Linked DNA regions of Zea mays: regions 1 and 2 are each linked to region 3. A link is a contact called in public Hi-C data. All regions are on one chromosome and are shown on one strand. The core of a region is the stretch at or near the end of the contact, and the rest is flanking DNA. Distances in the headings are between cores, read along the strand shown. Region 1 holds the start of LOC100192039 (putative O-glycosyl hydrolase family 17 protein). Region 2 holds the start of LOC100278385. Region 3 holds the start of LOC100273945 (26S proteasome regulatory subunit 10B homolog A).

The links. A called contact is a pair of places that touch in the nucleus more often than the background predicts.
Region 1: a Hi-C map of endosperm shows a contact between it and region 3, with 2.2 times the contacts expected there. The contact joins the promoter of LOC100192039 here to the promoter of LOC100273945 in region 3. A contact is called at or near these places in 3 of 25 Hi-C or Micro-C datasets (bundle sheath, ear and endosperm).
Region 2: a Hi-C map of bundle sheath shows a contact between it and region 3, with 2.7 times the contacts expected there. The contact joins the promoter of LOC100278385 here to the promoter of LOC100273945 in region 3. A contact is called at or near these places in 6 of 25 Hi-C or Micro-C datasets (bundle sheath, ear, endosperm and 3 more).

Annotation. Positions count from the first base shown.
Region 1 is chr9:96,369,830-96,372,582 of Zm-B73-REFERENCE-NAM-5.0, reverse strand. LOC100192039 (putative O-glycosyl hydrolase family 17 protein) reads right to left here and starts at 1,296. Exons shown (of 3, transcript NM_001137462.2): 1 at 445-1,296. The coding sequence starts at 502.
Region 2 is chr9:96,312,906-96,315,720 of Zm-B73-REFERENCE-NAM-5.0, reverse strand. It overlaps LOC100278385, which reads right to left and starts at 1,450. Exons shown (of 8, transcript NM_001175620.1): 1 at 1,131-1,450. The coding sequence starts at 1,347.
Region 3 is chr9:96,734,524-96,737,331 of Zm-B73-REFERENCE-NAM-5.0, reverse strand. It overlaps LOC100273945 (26S proteasome regulatory subunit 10B homolog A), which reads right to left and starts at 1,376. Exons shown (of 10, transcript XM_008661540.3): 1 at 934-1,376; 2 at 1-21. The coding sequence starts at 1,180.

The sequences.
Region 1 (2,753 bases), core at 47-2,546, 360 kb after region 3:
CAAATTTCAGTATAACAAAAGTACATGGTAACGGCATCTATTGCAATTGTCGCCAATTGAACACGACAACGCTAAATCACGGAACTGAATATGTATCATCATAAAGGAAAAATATCAGTACCATGTGGCAGGAACGCCAGGAGGCAACAAACACCACCAATCAAATTTCAGTATAACAAAAGTACATGGTAACGGCATCTATTGCAATTGTCGCCAATTGAACACGACAACGCTAAATCACGGAACTGAATATGTATCATCATAAAGGAAAAATATCAGTACCATGTGGCGGGAACGCCAGGAGGCAACAAACACCACCAATCAAATTTCAGTATAACAAAAGTACATGGTAACGGCATCTATTGCAATTGTCGCCAATTGAACACGACAACGCTAAATCACGGAACTGAATATGTATCATCAATAAAGGAAAAATATCAGTACCATGTGGCGGGAACGCCAGGAGACAGCAGCAAAGGAGCAGCACCATCTGAGGCACCATTATCGCAGCCCCGTAGCCGGTCAGTGAGGAGCGGGAACCAAACAGGGGACTGCCACAGTAGGCACCAGCAGCGTGAGAGTGGCAGGCAAGAAGCGCCTTGCTGAGCACTTCAGTTCCGGGCCGGGGCGTGGCACCGGGGCGGCAAGTTCCATAGACGGACCGGGGCCCTCCAAGGCCGGGCAACGGCGGATGCTCTCCCCACACCGCCGCTTGTGCCGTCGCACGGGAGAGAGAATCAGCAGCAATCGAAAAGTAGAACAGAATCCACAAGAATCTCGGATCCCTCGCTTCACACACACCGCAACTCCAGCGCCACCGCAATCACAAACCAAACCACCAACAACGGCAACACGAAAGGGCAGGTTAAGGAGGAGGAATCTTGACTCCCGTGCCGTCCTATTAGCACTCCGCCCAACAGAAGCAAGCAGTGAAGCAGCAAAGCGAGGTGGTGGAAGTGTGCCTGGATGAAAAGCGGGGAACTTTCTACTGGCTAATCTCGCACGAGGGAGGGAGGTCAAGATAGTTCGCTTAGCGAGGAGAGATCGATCGGGGGAAAAGGGGTGGGCCGACGAAGTAGATTGGCGAACCAACGAAGAGGGGACTCCGGTCGCGAGTGAAGGGGACGGAGCGGAGGACCTTGACGCCAGGCCCGCCTTGCGGACCGGATACGGAGACGGCGGCGAGCGGTGAGAGCGACGGAGAGAGAAACCGCAACCGCTGCTCCGTTTCCTACGGGCTATGGTGGAAGGGGTTTCGCTGTTCCGGCTGGGGTTTTGATTTTTGAAAACGCGGAGTGGAGTGGGAGGGGGAGGAAGCAGCCGAGCCGGGTGCGGAAGTAGCAGGACAGGGGCAGGCGCCGTGGCGGTGGTGTGGTGCTCTGTGCGTGCGTGTCGTGGACCGGCGATGGTGGGGACGAGCAGGGTAGCTTTCCTATTCCTTGGCCGTTTTGCGGATCGACCCCAGTTCAAAGTCTGTAGGTGTATCGTGTACGTTGCCAACCCTTGGGTTTATTTTTATTTTATTTTTTGAAACCATGCCTCTTGCTCTTGGACTTGTGCTTGTGGTTGCTTTTTGTTCCACGTTATGGGCGTTAATCTTCTAGGTTGACACAAACAGGACAGGGAGTGTGTGAGTCTAAGGCCTTGTTTATTTACCCTCGAGATTATATAATTCAGTTTAAATAAATTAAATGGTAAATAAACAATATAAATTATTATTTAAATTATACAATCTAGATATCTAGATTATATTAAATTGATAATCTATAAGCAGGTTAGATGCTTATATAATCTATAAACTGGATTATTTAATCGACCTTATAAGATTATATAAGGCTATGTTTGTTTCATTCCACCTTATAAGATTATATAAGGATATGTTTGTTTCATTCCAATATTATATAATCTAACTTATAGGATTATATAAGTATCTAATGATATGTTTATGGATAATAATAATCTAGGTATCTAGATTGTATAATCCATCCAATAATATGTGTTGTTTGTTTACCTCTTAACTTATTTAAATTGGATTATATAATCTCGAGGGTAAACAAACAGAATCTAAAGTCAAATAATAATTGTCTAAGTTTGTCGAGAATATGCTTAGTGTTTGTTTGTTTGTTTAGGATTATAATCTACCTAGATTATATAATCTAACTTATTTTGAACTAAGTGATTATATAATCTAGGTAGATTATAATCTCAAACAAACATGCACCTAGCCTTTCATGACATATAAGGGTTGTGTGCATATAAGATAGGCTAGGCACACATCTTCAAATTTTGATCACTGGATAAGACCCATGTGCTAAGACCATACGTGAAAGGAATCACTTGTTGTAGATTGCAATATGATAATGTGGATCCATAATTTTCTTGATGTATATAAATACGGTCGTCTTAGATGTTGAATTAGGTTAAAGTTTGCATTAGCCAAATAGATGTAGGACTACTAATATGCATGGTTGAAATGGGTTTTATGGGGTGGGTATTGAGATCGGTGTTGTTTAGATGGGTGGGAATTGGTTTTAGATCTAAATGAGGCATGTTGGTGTGGATTTGCTGAGAAGTGGTTTAGAATGGGTTCTCAAAAACGCCTCTCTGATCACGCTAGGCATTCATGTGGCCTAGCTTTTAAGTTATGGTCCACGTGTTAATCTTCTTAAAATATTTCATACATTTTAACCAATTGTCGAACTAAGTCATTTCCATCAAATCTTAGTTAATTTCGTGAAAATTTTAAGATGTGA
Region 2 (2,815 bases), core at 201-2,700, 420 kb after region 3:
AAAACTCATCAGTTGTGATCGATCTAGATGATAACTGACAAATACATCACAAGACAATAACTCATAGATGCGTCAAAAATTATAAGAGCAATACTGCAATACTGATGGGAGTGCTGCTAAGAAACTACTCACCTATAGCAAAGAAATGGTACAAGTAATGGGATCATATATAAATTTAAGATTATATAATACTCCCTCCATCCCAAATTATAAGACGTTTTGGCATTTCTAGATTTATAGCTTCTATTATGTATGATGTATCCACACATAACTTATACGTAGGCAATGACTACTATACAATCAGGATTTAGGTGCAAGCGTACAAACAAGCCTTCTGGTACATTAGATCATGATCCAACCATATATTATATTTAACACTTAAACCTTTCCACCACCAATTCACGTAGATTTATAAAAAAAACTAACAAACTACAATTATATCTATGGTTGGATAATGATTTAATGGACCAAAAGACTCGCTTCACGTTTGCACCTAAGGCTTGATTGCATAGTAGTCGTTGCCAAAACTATGAACCTACAAAAGCCAAAACGTCTTATAATTTAGGACAGAAGAAGTAGTTTATCGCTAAAACTACTCTTGTTACTCCAATTATCCTATAATACCAGTTGGACAACAACAGCCTTACACTAACAACAAGGATTGGGAACCCCAAACTTGAACTCGAGTTCACTAGACATCAACCTAAATGCCCATTCCAAAGAGCATAACTAAAATAAATTAAACGATCACAAACCACAGCAACCCGAAGTCCAAAACAATAGTAATTGTCAGGACCTACACGAAGAAGGGCTTAACTGAATTCCACTAGTGGTTGATCATGAGTCCACTAGTGGATTCAGAAAAGCAGGCACCAACCCTAGGTTGGAGATTGATGCAATGCAAAGAGTAAAAATAGCAGGAGCTGCACAGGCGCTAAACCCTGAACCTTAGACAGACTAGCGCTGATCTGAAACAAGACGCGCAGATACGTGAACTCATTCAGCAGCGGCGACAAAGTCGCTAACAGAATAGGTAAAACGTCGTAGAGTTTCCCCATTCGATCCTCTTCTTAAACGGGCATCAGCCGTTAGCAGAGGTGCCAGACAACGAGGGCAGTGAGGGGAATCACCTGAGGCCGCGCGGTCGCGTGGCATGGTGGGGAATATCCTCGAAGTCACGGGGAGCTTGGAGAGCCACCGGCGGGGGGCACCACCGTAGGGCGACGCGCGGTGCAGCCCGTGGCGCAGAGGCCGCCTGGACGGGCCGCCGACGCCACCAGTGTCCTCCAAGTCATCGGTGGCCGCAGGAGCATCAGCCGGAGACTGCCACCGGCGCGACCCCAACATCCTCGCCTTTGCCTCCCGCTTAGCCGGCGGCCCGGCGTATTGCGCTCCCCGCACGTTGCTCCCAGTCACGCTCTCTCTTCGGTTCGGTCATGCGCTGTGTGTGTGCGGCGGCGCGATTCGGGCTGGGAAGACGACAGCCCAAAAGGCCCAATGGGAAACAACAGTCTGCTCCTAGCCTCCTACCCCACTATAATGTTTTCCTCTTCTTTCTTATATAAGTAAGTAGTATAGCGCTCTTGCGTTACAACGGCAATAATTATGAAAACAAGGCACATAACTGTCGCTACCCTGTAGCGCCTTCGCCACCACCCGCTTCTTCTAGGCGCAAATACGCTGCACCACCACGGCACGCAAGCGAGCACGAAGCAGAAAGTTGTCAATTTTTTGCATCCAGACAGACAAGGCACCCAATTCTCTTTAAAACTTTTGCTAAGACTTAACAATACATTTTGTTCTGGGGGCTAAATTATTATCCTACTAACTTGACCATAAATTAGCAACAATTATTATTATTTATATGAAATTAGCACCATCTACTCCAATCATTCTACCGCAGAACAGAAACAGAAAAGGAAGGCAAGCGGACCGATTGCCACATTTCACAAAAGGGCAAGTAAAGCATGAAGACATTATACATGCAAATCAAATTATGCCGATAGAACAATCCTTCTTACAAGAGAAAGTAGAGATCCAGTGCAGCACCATGTTATTTTTCATTAACACCAATTATGAGACAACAATATGGTGATCGCTACGCCCTTACACTTTAGTTCGATCATCAACATTCAAATCAGATATGTCTAAAGCCCCTATTTTCAACTTAGCAACAAGAATCCACATGCCTGCTAAATCATTCTCCAGAGATAGTTCCTTCTTTGCCTCATCAAACTTTTTCTTGTACTCCTCTTCAAGAAGCTCCTTCTCTGCCAAAGTAGAATTACAGGAAGGATGCAGCAGAAAATTTGGTGAAAGGTCAGTAACCAAACCATGAATATTGTATGTTGAAGAATATGTACTGCACAAGGGGCCCAAATACACAAAGTGGAAGAACATTATCAGTAAAAGAACCTTGGACTGAAGTTTCCAGCTTTGCATAATAACAATTTTAGTGCGTGATTGAAGAAGTAACACATTGTATTTTTCTGTTTCCAATCAATGAACAAATGCACTTACATCAGGTAACAAAGAAAAATATGTTGAACTTTAAACTAAGAAAATGTTATCCCCATTCATTTATAGGTGGTACCAGTATTTATTTATTCCAACCATTGGAGCATGGGACAAACTGATGCCCTTCCTAACCCATGCCTGTGAAGGATCCATATAACTTTGCCTAGTATCCAGGTGCCCACAAATGGTGCTGCCGATATTTCGGACGAACGCAGAGTTGGATATTTCCACAACAAAACTAAGGAATAAAATAGTAGTGAAATAATATTTACCTCTCTGCGGGCTAGGTGGCGTGCCT
Region 3 (2,808 bases), core at 127-2,626:
CATTTTTTAGATTCTCCCTCCCTGAGTCCAGATACACAAGTTCATCACAAAAATCAAGATAACAAAAGTATCAGGTATATGCTATGAGTACAAAAATGTTTGCTATCGCATCTATCAGTTATGAGCATAACAAAACCTGTAACATTGATGTAAATAGTATAAGCATAAGAGAATCAATCACAAGAGGGACCACCCGCTATGGAGCATTGAGGAACGGCACGTCAACAGCACCACACTTACAGGTGCACAGAATATATCACTCGGGCACAATAAATCTAGTATTTTGGTACACCATTTGAAGTCACATTGGCCCATATTCATAAACTTCCTCCAAAACTAGTTTACTATCCCAAATGCTGAATGGAGTTGCTCTCATATTATTACCAAAAGGTTATGTGCAACTATAACCAAATAACCAATCTGACATGCCACACAATAAACAACACGAATATAGGACTCTAGCATGAAAGGTAGAGTGACTACGTAGAATCTCAATTAGTGGAGGTAACAACTCTTATTTCCCCCAAAAACATTAACTCAAAATTGAACTCCAAATATACGTATATCCTCAGCAGGTCCGGACAACACCCGCAGCCATTTACAGAATGGTCAACGGCCACTAACTAAATGCAAGCTAACCGAAAAGTGGAAACCATGCGCTTGCATCCAAAATTTCTGACTTATAAAACCCACCCTACACGAGAACCTATCCAACGTAAAAACTCTAAGGCTGAACCGCCGAAAATACGCCACACCCGCCAAACCCAAATTGGGGCAGCCAAAACCCTACCCCGCCGCCGTAGTACCGTAAAATCCAGATCCCCCCATCCGCGATCGCCGCTCGCAAACGCCAAGACACTGAACCCCAGAGACCGACGATGACATCCACGCACGGGTAGACGGGCGGAAGAGGATGCGGCAGTGGAGTGTTACCAGTTTTGACCCGCGCCTCGAGCTCCCGGCAGGTGAGGAGCTTCTTGCGGTACTCGGCGATCGCAGCACGGCGGCGGGCTTCTTCCCCGCCCTCGGCCATCCTCTTCCTCAACCTTCCTCGGCGGCGGCGGCGGCGCGAGGCTTTCTTTTTTTTTTTACGGAGGTGGACCCTGTTTTTCCAGAATGCAGAAGCAGAACACAGGCTTTGCTTCTTCTCTCGCAAGAAATGTAAAGCGGAATTTTTCATAAATTAAATAATTCCTTATGTAAATTGGGACCCTTCTGCCTCCTGGTCGGATTTCGAGCCCTTCTGCTGGGGGCCTGCCAAGTGCCAGGCTAGGTCGTCTGTGGGCTTTTTCCGGACATTGCTCGGAAGGATTACTCAGGCCCGGCCCATATAAGTTAGTGTCACCCCAAAGAGCGAGCAGCCCAAAATTTTCTTTCAGGAATAGAGATGGCAATGTCTAGATTCCTGATTCCTCGCGGGGAATTTCTATATTGAGGATGGGAGAAAAGTTTCTCCCCCATGGAAATGTAAATGGTGAAAAAAATCTCCTTTGACGTCCTATTTCCCGCGGGGACCTATTAAACTTACATACAATAATATTTTCATGTAATAGTTAATGATAAAATAAATACTTATCTTGTCAAGAGATCACTCGTTGTACAAATTTGTTCAATTTGATATACACATAATGATAGGGAAGAAATGTCCCAGCAAACTTTTATGGGGATCCCCACGGGTAATTTTTTTCGTCACCGGGATGGAAAAATTCGATGAGGAATTTTTGGGGGATTTTCGTGTTGCCATCCCTGTTAAGGAAACTGTAACATCCAAATTCCATCATCTAAAACTAACCAAATTTAATTTATTAGTTTCCAATAAAAATTATGTTTTAAAAATAGAGATATAAAAAAGTTATATAATTTATTAAATAGATGAAATTTTGCTAAGTGTTTGTTGTATTCATGTAAAGTTTCATGCCTGCAAACCCTCGGTTTTCCGCCAGTCTCTCGATTTCGGATAAAATACTTGTTAGGCCCTTGATTTATTCAAAATTAACCCTGAGAGTTGTAGTTATTTATAATTAGATCCCTACATGGCCTTTTTTGCTTTTAAATGAATAATTTAAGTCCAAATAAAATCCATTTTTATTTTGTTAGCTTTTGTTTTAACATGGTAAATATTTTAGCACAATTTTGTCACTAGATTTCATATTTCTAAATTATATAGTTTATATAATACCTTTTGGGATAATAGATTCTTAATAAAAATTAAAAAGAAAAGGTAGACCATGTGTTTTCTTACCAAAAATCAAGATATTTATTTATTTTATTCACATAAAAACCTATTTCGATTTATATCTTAGTTTTTAATAAATAAATATATGTTTCAAAACACAATTTATAATCTTCTAACCCAAAGCCTTGGATGTTCCATAATATAGCTTTTCTAAAAATGATTAAAATGGTGTAGTTAATGTTTATAATTAAGATGTGTCTAAGTTTGTATCCTTGATTTTATAAATTATAGAGAAAACCATTTTTCTTAAAGAGTACCTTTTCGTTATAATCTTTGCTTTGATATTTTTAGAAATAAATAATATTTTCATTATTGTACTAATCTTGTTTATAGTGATCTATTGTATGAATATTGATTAGTGCTTATTTTTATTTATTTGTGTATCGCATAGAGGTTGATCTGTTATCTGAGAATTAGGACCAGTTCGAAGAAGAACCCTGGGAATTCTGTGACGAAGGCAAGTGGAATTCACCGCATGCATATTCTTTTGAACCCAATAACATAGCATGATACTGAACTACATGTTTATGTTATACGCATAATTTGATGGGTCCTATTATATGCACCTAGCT